Linked DNA regions of Ovis aries: region 2 is linked to region 1. Evidence: chromatin contacts called from public Hi-C data. All regions are on one chromosome and are shown on one strand. The core of a region is the stretch at or near the end of the contact, and the rest is flanking DNA. Distances in the headings are between cores, read along the strand shown.

The links. Hi-C and Micro-C count contacts between places; a contact is called where the count stands out from the background.
Region 2: a Hi-C map of hypothalamus shows a contact between it and region 1, with 3 times the contacts expected there. The contact joins the enhancer-like site here to the promoter of ZBTB10 in region 1. A contact is called at or near these places in 4 of 16 Hi-C or Micro-C datasets (hypothalamus, liver and tail adipose tissue).

What each region holds. Positions count from the first base shown.
Region 1 is chr9:56,748,000-56,752,904 of ARS-UI_Ramb_v3.0, reverse strand. It overlaps ZBTB10 (zinc finger and BTB domain containing 10), which reads right to left and starts at 2,384. Exons shown (of 6, transcript XM_004011759.6): 1 at 1,334-2,384. The coding sequence starts at 2,299.
Region 2 is chr9:56,956,482-56,961,174 of ARS-UI_Ramb_v3.0, reverse strand. ZNF704 (zinc finger protein 704) reads left to right here. Exons shown (of 9, transcript XM_027973082.3): 4 at 643-875. Among named protein-coding and RNA genes, the nearest start is that of ZNF704, 210 kb to the left of the region's middle. Within about 2 kb of position 2,669, at least 9 of the 54 cell types and tissues checked have an H3K27ac peak or open chromatin away from gene starts, as enhancers often do. A contact at or near this core is called in hypothalamus, where this site is marked.

The DNA.
Region 1 (4,905 bases), core at 1,135-3,634:
TTTATAAAGGCTAGTCTCATTTATAACCAAAAACTGTAAGACTTGGGACAATTTACTTAACCTTTCCGGGCCTTACATCTTTAAATGACCTTCCTTGTAGGGCTTAGGCAACTAAAAGTTGTGAAAAAAAACTGTTGCCATTACCCCCCTGAGAAAAACAACCCTATGCCTTAATGTTAAAGTCTCAACTTCTGAGAAATTTCTGGGCTACAGGGTTATTAGACAGTGCCTAATTAACTCCACTAAAAGTGTTCTAAACAGCAAGATCACTCCAACACACAAAGGGACTAGTATCTGAAAGGTGACTTTCTGAAATCAATGCCTGGCTACCGATACAAAAGAATGAATTCCATCTACAACCACAGGTTGTCTTAGGAGGACTGATTAACATCTGCTTGGCTTGGAAAGAGATTATCAAAATGATAAGACTATTATCTTTAATCCAGAAATACTAAGACAAGATTTAAGAAGTACCGTTTACCTGTTTAATAACTAAGAACTTATGATTTTGGTAAATACATTCTCTACCAGTTCGAACCAACTAGTTGGTAGAAGTAACTTTACAGTCAACATTTCAAATATCCTAAGTTTAAAGTAAACTACATTTAAATGAAAACTTTTTGAAAAAGGGGATTACAGAAAATCTCAGCATAGAAATCTGGAGAAGGAAGCAAGTAAAAACTACCACAATTTACCGAAAGCATACCTTTGGAAAGAGAAGTTCAACAAAAAGTTTAAGGAGATGAATTTAGTATAATCATTCACTAAGTCTTATACAAATAGCTTCCTCTACATTTACATACTACTCTCTCATATTTCACATTATCCTGACATGATAAAAAGAATTTTCTCGGTTGCATGTTCTCCTAAAAGGGGTAGCGTCAAAGGTTAAGGAAAGAGTTTAATTCATTCTTCAAAGAGTTACCAGATTTGACTTCCAACAGCACGCTAAAAGACTACCAACATTAAAGCAGCTTTTCTAAAATCACAGCTAATAACATTCTAACCACAAAGCCAACCTTACAGGGTTAAAACCTTCAACCTCGCTTATTAAACTTTCCTTCTGATTCAATCTGACGGGCAAAGAAATCTGAGTCATGAAAAAAATTAAATCAAATTCAGTGCTATGATTAGAAAATTGTCATTCCTCCCCCTCCCCCCAACTCCCCCGGTTAACTTTTGAAAACTTATTCCCAGGCTTTCGAACCCCCCACGCCTAAATTCCCTACACCTCTCTCCTAACAGGAAAGATGTCTTCACCCAGTAGAGTGAGTTTTAGCTGATAAACCTTTCCCCCAAAGATCTGAAAAAGCAGGAGCAACATATATCGTACCTGGGCGTTGGCTTCGTGGAGTTTGTGCTCGGTAGAGACGTGGTGCCTCAGAAGGAGGGTTTTCTTGTAGTTGCGGGTCCCTCGCGAAAGCTCGTCGTGCCCCACTGGGGGCAGATCCCCGCTTCCTCCGTCCTCGGGGGGCTTTTGGCACCAGCCGCAAGACATAAGGCCAGTATCCTTGGAATAGCGCAGCCAGGGAAAATCTTTGAGCCAGGAGGTCTGGAAAGAGCAGTGGAGCTTCTGCATTAGGGACTTGGGCCGCGCGAGCGGGAAGTGCTGGACAGTCTCTCCTTCTCCAGCTCCCACACCGCTGCCCTCCGCTTCGTCCCCGCCATCGCCGCCCGACCGCCTGCTGCTGCTGCAGCTGCCTCCTTCCGCCCCGCTGCCGTCGCCCAGGCTCGCCCCCTCCTCTTCGTCCTCGGTGCTGTCGCTCAGGGACGCGCCGTCCGGCATCAACTCCTTCCCCTCCAGCGCGTCCAGCTCCAGCTCCACGGCCGCCGGCCCTCGCCCATTGAAATGCCTCAGGGGCCATGCCGAGGTCTCGGGGCGGCCGCGGCTACTGCCATTGTTGCCGAGCCCCCCGCCGCCGCCGCCTCGAAAGGCCAGAGTCCGACGGTTCCTTTCCGCTAGCAGGGGGCCCCCGGCGCCACCGCCGCCCAGCGAGGTGGGGCCGCCCGCGTCTTGGGGGAGCAGCAACTCCTTGGTTTCCTCGGCGGCGGCGGCAGCCCCGGCGGAGGCCTCCAGGTCTTGGGGCTCCAGGCCCTCCAATTCCACTTCCTCGTCGGCCCCCCGCCCATTGAGCGGCTGCGGCGCTGGCGGCGGGGGCTGTCTTGGCTGGGGCTGCTGGGGCCAAGCCGAGGCCTCCCCGCCAACGTTATTGTTCGCGGAGCCGCCGCCGCCGCTGGCGGTGACCAACCCGCCTCCTCGGAACGCCAGCGTCCTGCGGTTCATTTCACTGAACGACATGGCGCGCGCCGCCGCCGCCGCCCGGTGCCCCGGCTCGCGCCCGGCCTCGGGCCGCGTCCCGCGCGCTCCCCGCCGCTCCCCCTCCGCTTCGCTCCCGCCCCCACCGCGGGCGTTCCGGTCTCGCGGGGCTCGGCCTCGCCCTCCCGCCCGGCTCGCGCTCGCTCCCCGGGGCTGCCTCACGCGTCCGCCGCCGCCGCCGCCGCCGCCCGCCGGGCCGCCGCCTCCTCGTCCTCCACCCCCGCCCCGCGGCGCTCCGGGCAGCGTCCCGCGCGGAGAAGGGGGGGGCGGGCGGCGGAGAGGTGAGCAGCGAGCCGGCGCGCGTGGGGCCTTCGAAGTTGAGAGGCGGAGTGCGGGGAGACCCTCCGCTGCCCCCTCTTTAAAGCCGCGCGCACACACCGACCCTCCAAACAAGATATCCTTCCTCCGGCGCGCCGAGGAGTCCCGACGCGGCTGCCGGCTTCCGAAGCGCTGAGGGCGAGAGGCACGTTAAACTGCCGGGCTCCGCCACATAACGAACCGACAATAAAGCCGGCGGAGCGTTTCCGTCCGACCAGGCCCTGGCGGAGGTCGAATGGCAAATGAACAACGGACCGTGCGCCCACAATGCACCGGGGTAGCAGTAACCGCTGGAGGGGGAAAGGGTGGGGGCCGGGCGGGGGGAGGGGGCTGGGCTTGGGGCTGGGCTGGGGTGGGGTGGGGGCGCCTGGGGACCGGGAAAGGGGCCGGGCCGCGCCTCCGGCCTGGGGGCGGGGGTGCGGCCGCGGGGGAAGGAAGTCGGCCGAGGGGCGGGGGACAAAAGGCCGGGCGGCGGGCTGGGGGGTCTCGGGGAGGGGGCGGGCGTGTGCAGCCGGGGCCGGGCTCCGCGGAGGACAAACAGCTGGCGAGTGTCAGGTCTGGCCGCCTCCCCGCTGCCCGCACGCACCTACCCGCGCCCGGGACGCACATTTTCCTTCCTTCGCCACGAGTTCACCTGGGACTTTGAGAAATAACTGTACGGTGGGAGCTGCTCTCCAGCCTTGTCATTTGCTGAGGTGGGGTGGGTGGGGGCGGGGGGTAACGGTGCCCGAGGAAGTGAACTTATTTTTGTTCCTTCACAAAGACTGGACCAGGCTGTACCTTTCGGGCGAGGAGGTTACAACCGGGGGCACCTCCTCGTCTGCTGCATTGTGTATTCGATGCAGCAGCTCTGGGCGATAATCATTTCACAGAAAATGCACCGCCCCGAGTGTCTTATTGCTGTGATGAAATGGAAATTTAAATAAAAGGTCGAACACGTGCGTTCAGTGGGAAGTATTGACATGGGTGTTACATCACCAGCAGCCAATCAGATAGCTCCAGTCGTGTTTATACTTCTACAACCACCTTGTGAGTATTACAGTATGTCATAACGTTATAAATATTAGGCAGGGTTTTCCCCAAGAGTGGGGAGGAGTCGGCTCACACAGACGCTGCGTGCGACTCCGAAGAGCGTGTGTGTTAAGACAAGGATTGATTTTTAAGACTTTGGGTTGTTCTTTTTTTTTTTTTAACTGTTGACACTGCACATGGAATTTAGAGTGATTAGAAAAACAGATGGAGCTGGAAATGAAACTCTTACAATAATAATCGTAGTCAACTTGTTCAGAAAAAGATTTTCCAATTTGGAGCCCTTATACTCGTATTTTAAAGTATTTTTTAATGTGCTAAATTTAGCAAATTCTAAAGTGTTGAGATTCATTTTACTCTTTGAAACCTGAAATAAACTTTTAAAAACAAGTTAAAAGTAATGTGAAACAAATCTTAAATCATTTTTATTCAAACATTTCAGATTAAAGAAAGATATTCTCAAACTATGGAGGAGCTTTTTACTGTTTTAATAAATATATTAAGAGGACTAAATAAAACAGTATTAAAAGGTTAATCACAAACATTCAAAATACGTTCAAGATAATTATTGAGGAGGAAAAAAAGGACATGTTACTTTTTACATTAATGTATGTCAGGATGTGCATGGGGAAAAATGGGAAAAACACAACTCTACGGTTATAGATTATCATGTGTTAGAGGCTTTAATCTTTTACGTTATATGTTAATGGAACGTTATATGATTTAATAAAGAGTGTGTGTTACAACGTGTTACAATATTTAGGCTCTCTAGTTTAATGATTCTGTTCTCTTCAGTAATTTCTATTTTTAAAATAAACAGTATTTAAAACTTTGAATATGGTATTTTTTTCAAGATTAAAAAAACAGATTATCCCAGACATATTATAAAATACTATTTGCCTTAAGATTTTTGAATAGACTAAACCCATGCACAGCCATATCCATATATTGTGTAGTTTGTATATTGTATAGATTTATTCATATCAACTTTTACTTAATTCACTGTAATTTTAGTATCTGTAATAAATGAACTGTGTTGTATGTCAAACAAAAAATGTTAGTTCTACCTTATAGATGAAATGTAATTTTAATGTAAAGAATGATAGTACTAACCTGCCACAAAGAGATTTTGGCTTTTAATTATTTAGTTAGTAATGATCAGATTGCTACATATCCATGTTGTCACCTGGCCACCAATGATAAACAGCCTGAAACTGCAATATAAGTCCTTAGATTGGTAC
Region 2 (4,693 bases), core at 1,420-3,919, 210 kb before region 1:
GACTTCAGGTCATCAGAAATTCTCTCTCTTAGGTTCTTAAATCTTACATCGACTCTATAAATGTATTCCAAAGATTACAGCCCTGTAAGAAATTCCTTTTAAAATGTTAAAATGTGGGGATGGGGTTTGGAGAAATGCCGCAAATCATTACTCCCTTAGTAACATAGTCCATAAACACCTAAACTTCCTAAACTTAGTGAACCATAACATCTTTTTTTTCCTCCTTGTTTTCATGTATTCTCCACTATCATCCTAAAGAACTAGTTTTGCGTAAAGCAACATCCATCAGAAAACTCTTAGAAAAGGCCTGTCCTGAGGGGAGCATAGGAACCCACTTTAGTATTCTTGCCGGGAGAATCTCATGGACAGAGGAGCATGGTGGGCTACAGTCCACAGGACAGAAGCGACTTAGCGCGCACGCATATATGGCTAAAACAGATGTTTATAAACAAACTATCATGCAACTTTTTTGAAAGTATAAATAGAGTACAACGTACATACTGAGCTGTTGCAAATTACTAAGTTGGCTACAGGTGCTTTCACCAGCAGGGAATCTCGGCGGTCACTGCCCCTCTGACCCCGGCCTGGGTGCCCCGGGAGCCCGGGACTGGGCGCTGACGCTGTGCTTGTGTGCTCCGACAGAGGGCCTGAGCGGATCCTGGAAGGAGGGGGGCGGCGTGCCTTCCAGCACCAGCAGCAGCGGCTACTGGAGCTGGAGTGCCCCCAGCGACCAGTCCAACCCGTCCACGCCGTCGCCGCCGCTGTCCGCCGACAGCTTCAAGCCCTTCCGCAGCCCCGCGCCCCCAGACGATGGCATCGACGAGGCAGAGGCCGGCAACCTGCTCTTTGATGAGCCCATCCCCAGGAAACGAAAGGTTGGTTTCAGGTTTCATTTGGGGGGAACCGGCTTCCTAGGGTGGTGATTTTGGCACTTCTCCAACCAACGCCCCTTCAGATAGACAGAAACAGCCCGTGTTCGCCTCTAATATCCTTTGAAGTCTTCAGATAAATTAAGGGTCACAATTAAAGACAAATAGAAATGATTAAAGTATTACTGTATTTCTTCCAAGTACGCATCCCCACCCTACTCCTAATCTCACCCCGTCCTCTCCTCTGGTTGTAAATCGCTGCACTGGTAACAGCAGGTAACCTAGGAAAGAATCTGCCTGCAATGCAAGAGATTGGGGTTCGATCTCTGGGTGGGGAAGATCCCCTGGAGAAGGAAATGCAACCCACTCCAGTATTCTTGGAGAAGGAAATGGCAACCCACTGCAGTACTCTTGCCTGGAGAATCCCATGGACAGAGGAGACTGGCAGGCTGTACATAGTCCCTGGGGTCGCAGACTTGGATAGGACTGAGCAACTAACGCTTTCACAACACTTTCACCTGGGACTTTACCAGTATTTGGAAGTCAAAAAATCGGACTTCAGGCTTGGTTTGGTTAACTCACTCTCTTCGTGGGAATTAACTTTTTCATCTGTAAAATAAAATTATGTTTTTCTCTTTTCTGCTTCACAGACTCTTAAAGGGTTGTGGGAAAGAAGATTTTGACTTACGTTTATAAAACTAGATGTGAAATATACATGAAAGCTAAAATGTAAACATACGTAGTATTTACATGCCCCAAATTATGTATTTATTAAATTAGAAGTGAAAAAATAGATCTAGCTGATTTAATAAATTAATTTGACTGCACTTGTATTTAATCCTCACAGCAATCCTGTATGGTTTGTTTTCCTGTCTTGATAGGAGATTGAGGACCAGGGAAGTTATATATTTAACCCCTGCCGTGCAGGTTAGAAGGCTTCCCAGGTGGCACTAGTGGTAAAGTGAAAGTGAAAGTGAACTCGCTCAATCGTGTCCGACTCTTTGTGACCCCATGGACGGTAGCCTACCAGGCTCTATCCGTGGGATTTTCCAGGCAAGAATACTGGAGTGGGCTGCCATCTCCTTCTCCAGGGGATCTTCCCAACCCAGGGATCGAACACGGGTCTCCTGCATTGCAGACAGACGCTTTACTGTCTGAGCCACCAGGGAAGAACCCACCAACACAAGAGACCTAAGAGAGGTGGGGTCGATCCCTGGGTCCCGAAGATCCCCTGGAGAAGGAAATGGCAATACCCTCCAACATTCTCGCCTGGAGAATGCCATGGACAAAGGAGCCAGCTACAGTCCACAGGGTTGCGCAGAGTCGAAAATGACTGAAGCAGCTTAACACACACACATGCAGGTTAGAAAGGGCCAGCGCTGCCTTTCAAACCCAGGTCTGCCTAACCGAAAGCTCATGTTCTTTTCATTCTCTTCAGATACATATAAGTGATTATGTTCACTCACAATTTTAAAAAGCATTTCTGTTTCATAGAATAAATAAATACTACTGCAATATCTGGAAAACGTTGTAACATTATTTTTAAATCTCCACGTAAATAGACTTTAAAAATATATTTTAGTTTTTTAGTTTGCAATTGGTAGCTTCATTATTAATGACTACTCACAAACAAAAATCCAAAGAAAACCCTGTGGACTGCAGTACAACCTATTTTCCCAGTTCATTTCAAAGAGAAAAACAAAGAGATGGCACTGACCCAACACCGTCCATCCCTGCATCTCTCTTAGCATCAGGCAGCATGTGTAATGGTGTTGGTGGTACACACACTCTGTCTGCCCAGAGAACAAACAGGGCATTGATGTCATCTCTGGTCCCTCCCAAAGGCTGGGGCATGAAGAGTTGCTGTTTCACATACCAGTCCATCGGGCAGGGTCCTGGAGCTGTGCAGGCATCCCGTGAGTCCCCAGAGACCCTGGGTCTTGACTCCTTGGGGAGCGAGGCTGCACTTGCACCTGTGAGAACCCATAGGCAGGACAGCCGTGTAGACCTGGAGTCTGCCCTGTTGCTTCCAGCTGCACAGACTTTCTCTCTGGGGCCTTCAGAGTGTGTGGTCTTGGCCTGTGGCAAAGACTCACAGCATAGGGAGCTCCCCAGTGCTTGTAAGGTGCCCCGCTGGAAGGCTCATCACAGCTTTTCCTTTCCAACATAGCCACGAGACAAAATTCATACTCTCGCATTGCAGTTCAGTTGCTTTGGCCAGACTTGTATGTAAAGCCTTTAGGCTTCAACTCAATTAGGAGGTAGTCAAGTCACCAAATGAAAAGAAAAAAAATCATTACAAACTGGCATTTATTTGAATGGCACAGACCCACGCTTCAGGAGTCTGGGAACCATGTTCCTCCCTCTTTCTTTGTGACTTCTCCCTCCATTCAGACTCTGGATTTCCCCAGGGTAATATCAAAAGGATAAAGCTTGTAGTCCCTAATTTTTTTTTTTTTTTTTTTTTTTTTTGGTGTGGGATCATAGGTTCTTGACCAGGAATTGAACCTGCACCCCCTGCATTGGGAGCACGAAGTCTTAACCACTGGACCCCCAGAGAAGTCCCGAGTAGTCCTTGTTTTTAATGCATGGATTGTACATAGACCAAGTCATTGCCTTTTGAACTTAAAGTTATTTTGAATAGTGGGAATAACAAGAAAGTAGGATGGTTGCAATTCATGATTCATTCTTTTAGTGTATCAAGTGAACCAGTACTTATTGAGCACCCAACAGGCACAACAATCAATGCCCTGAGATTAAAGTACAGCCCCTTCCTTCTAGGTCAAAGGTTAGGCAGGTGGACACTGATGTATAAAAAGGCAATAACAATTATGAGCGATAGATGCTGTGCTCACAATGTGGTTCCCAGGTGGCGTTAGTGGTAAAGAACCCGCCTGCCAATGCAAACAGACATTAAGAGTTGCAGGTTCAATCTCTGTGTCCGGAAGATCCCAGGAGGAGGAAATAGCCCACTCCAGTATTCTTGCTTGGAGAATCCCATGGACAGAGGACCCGGGCAGGCTACAGTCCATGGGGTCTCAAGGAGTTGGGCATAACTGAAGCAACTTACTATGCACATAATATGGTAGAAACACAGTAGCTGAAATGCTGCTATTTTAGTTTTTAAAATCATATTTCAAACAATTTCCAAGAGTTAACTGCCTAATCCATAGACAATATGTTCTAGTTGGGGGACACTTTCTGAATTCATTTTATTTTCCTCTTCATTCCCTGAGGTTCATAATATCTATTTGAGACCATGGACTTGTATTGGGCATATGTCCTGTGGGGATTGTTTGAGAAACTTCTAGATCAATATTTTCCAAACTGCATGTCTCAATCCACTGGTGGGTTGTGAATCTTTTTAATGACTGTGAACAGCACATCTTTAAGGACCAGGACAGAATAGGGTACAATGGACATAATCAGAATGAGTACTGTTCCTTGATGCTTTGGTTTCAGTTGCAGACCTATGTGCCTACTGTACAAACTGTGTCTCTTACTGTCGTCAAAAAAGTTTGGAAGCCCCTGTTCCTAAGGATAAAGAGAGAACACGATACGTGGTAACTGAAGGTTTCCTGATTAGAAATCGAAAGATCCGCATTCTAGACTCAACTTGGCTAGCCTGAGAACTTCAGGAAAACACTTCATCTCTCTGATCATCAACTTCTTTTCCATTAAACAGGCAAACAGATATTATCAAACCTCTCTCAGGACGGTCATGAAGACTAAGTGTGACCAACCACAAGTATAGAAAGGGGCTTATAAGCACTAAAACTGGAATATAGCAACTTTGTAATAGACCTGTTTTAGGACCCTGAAAG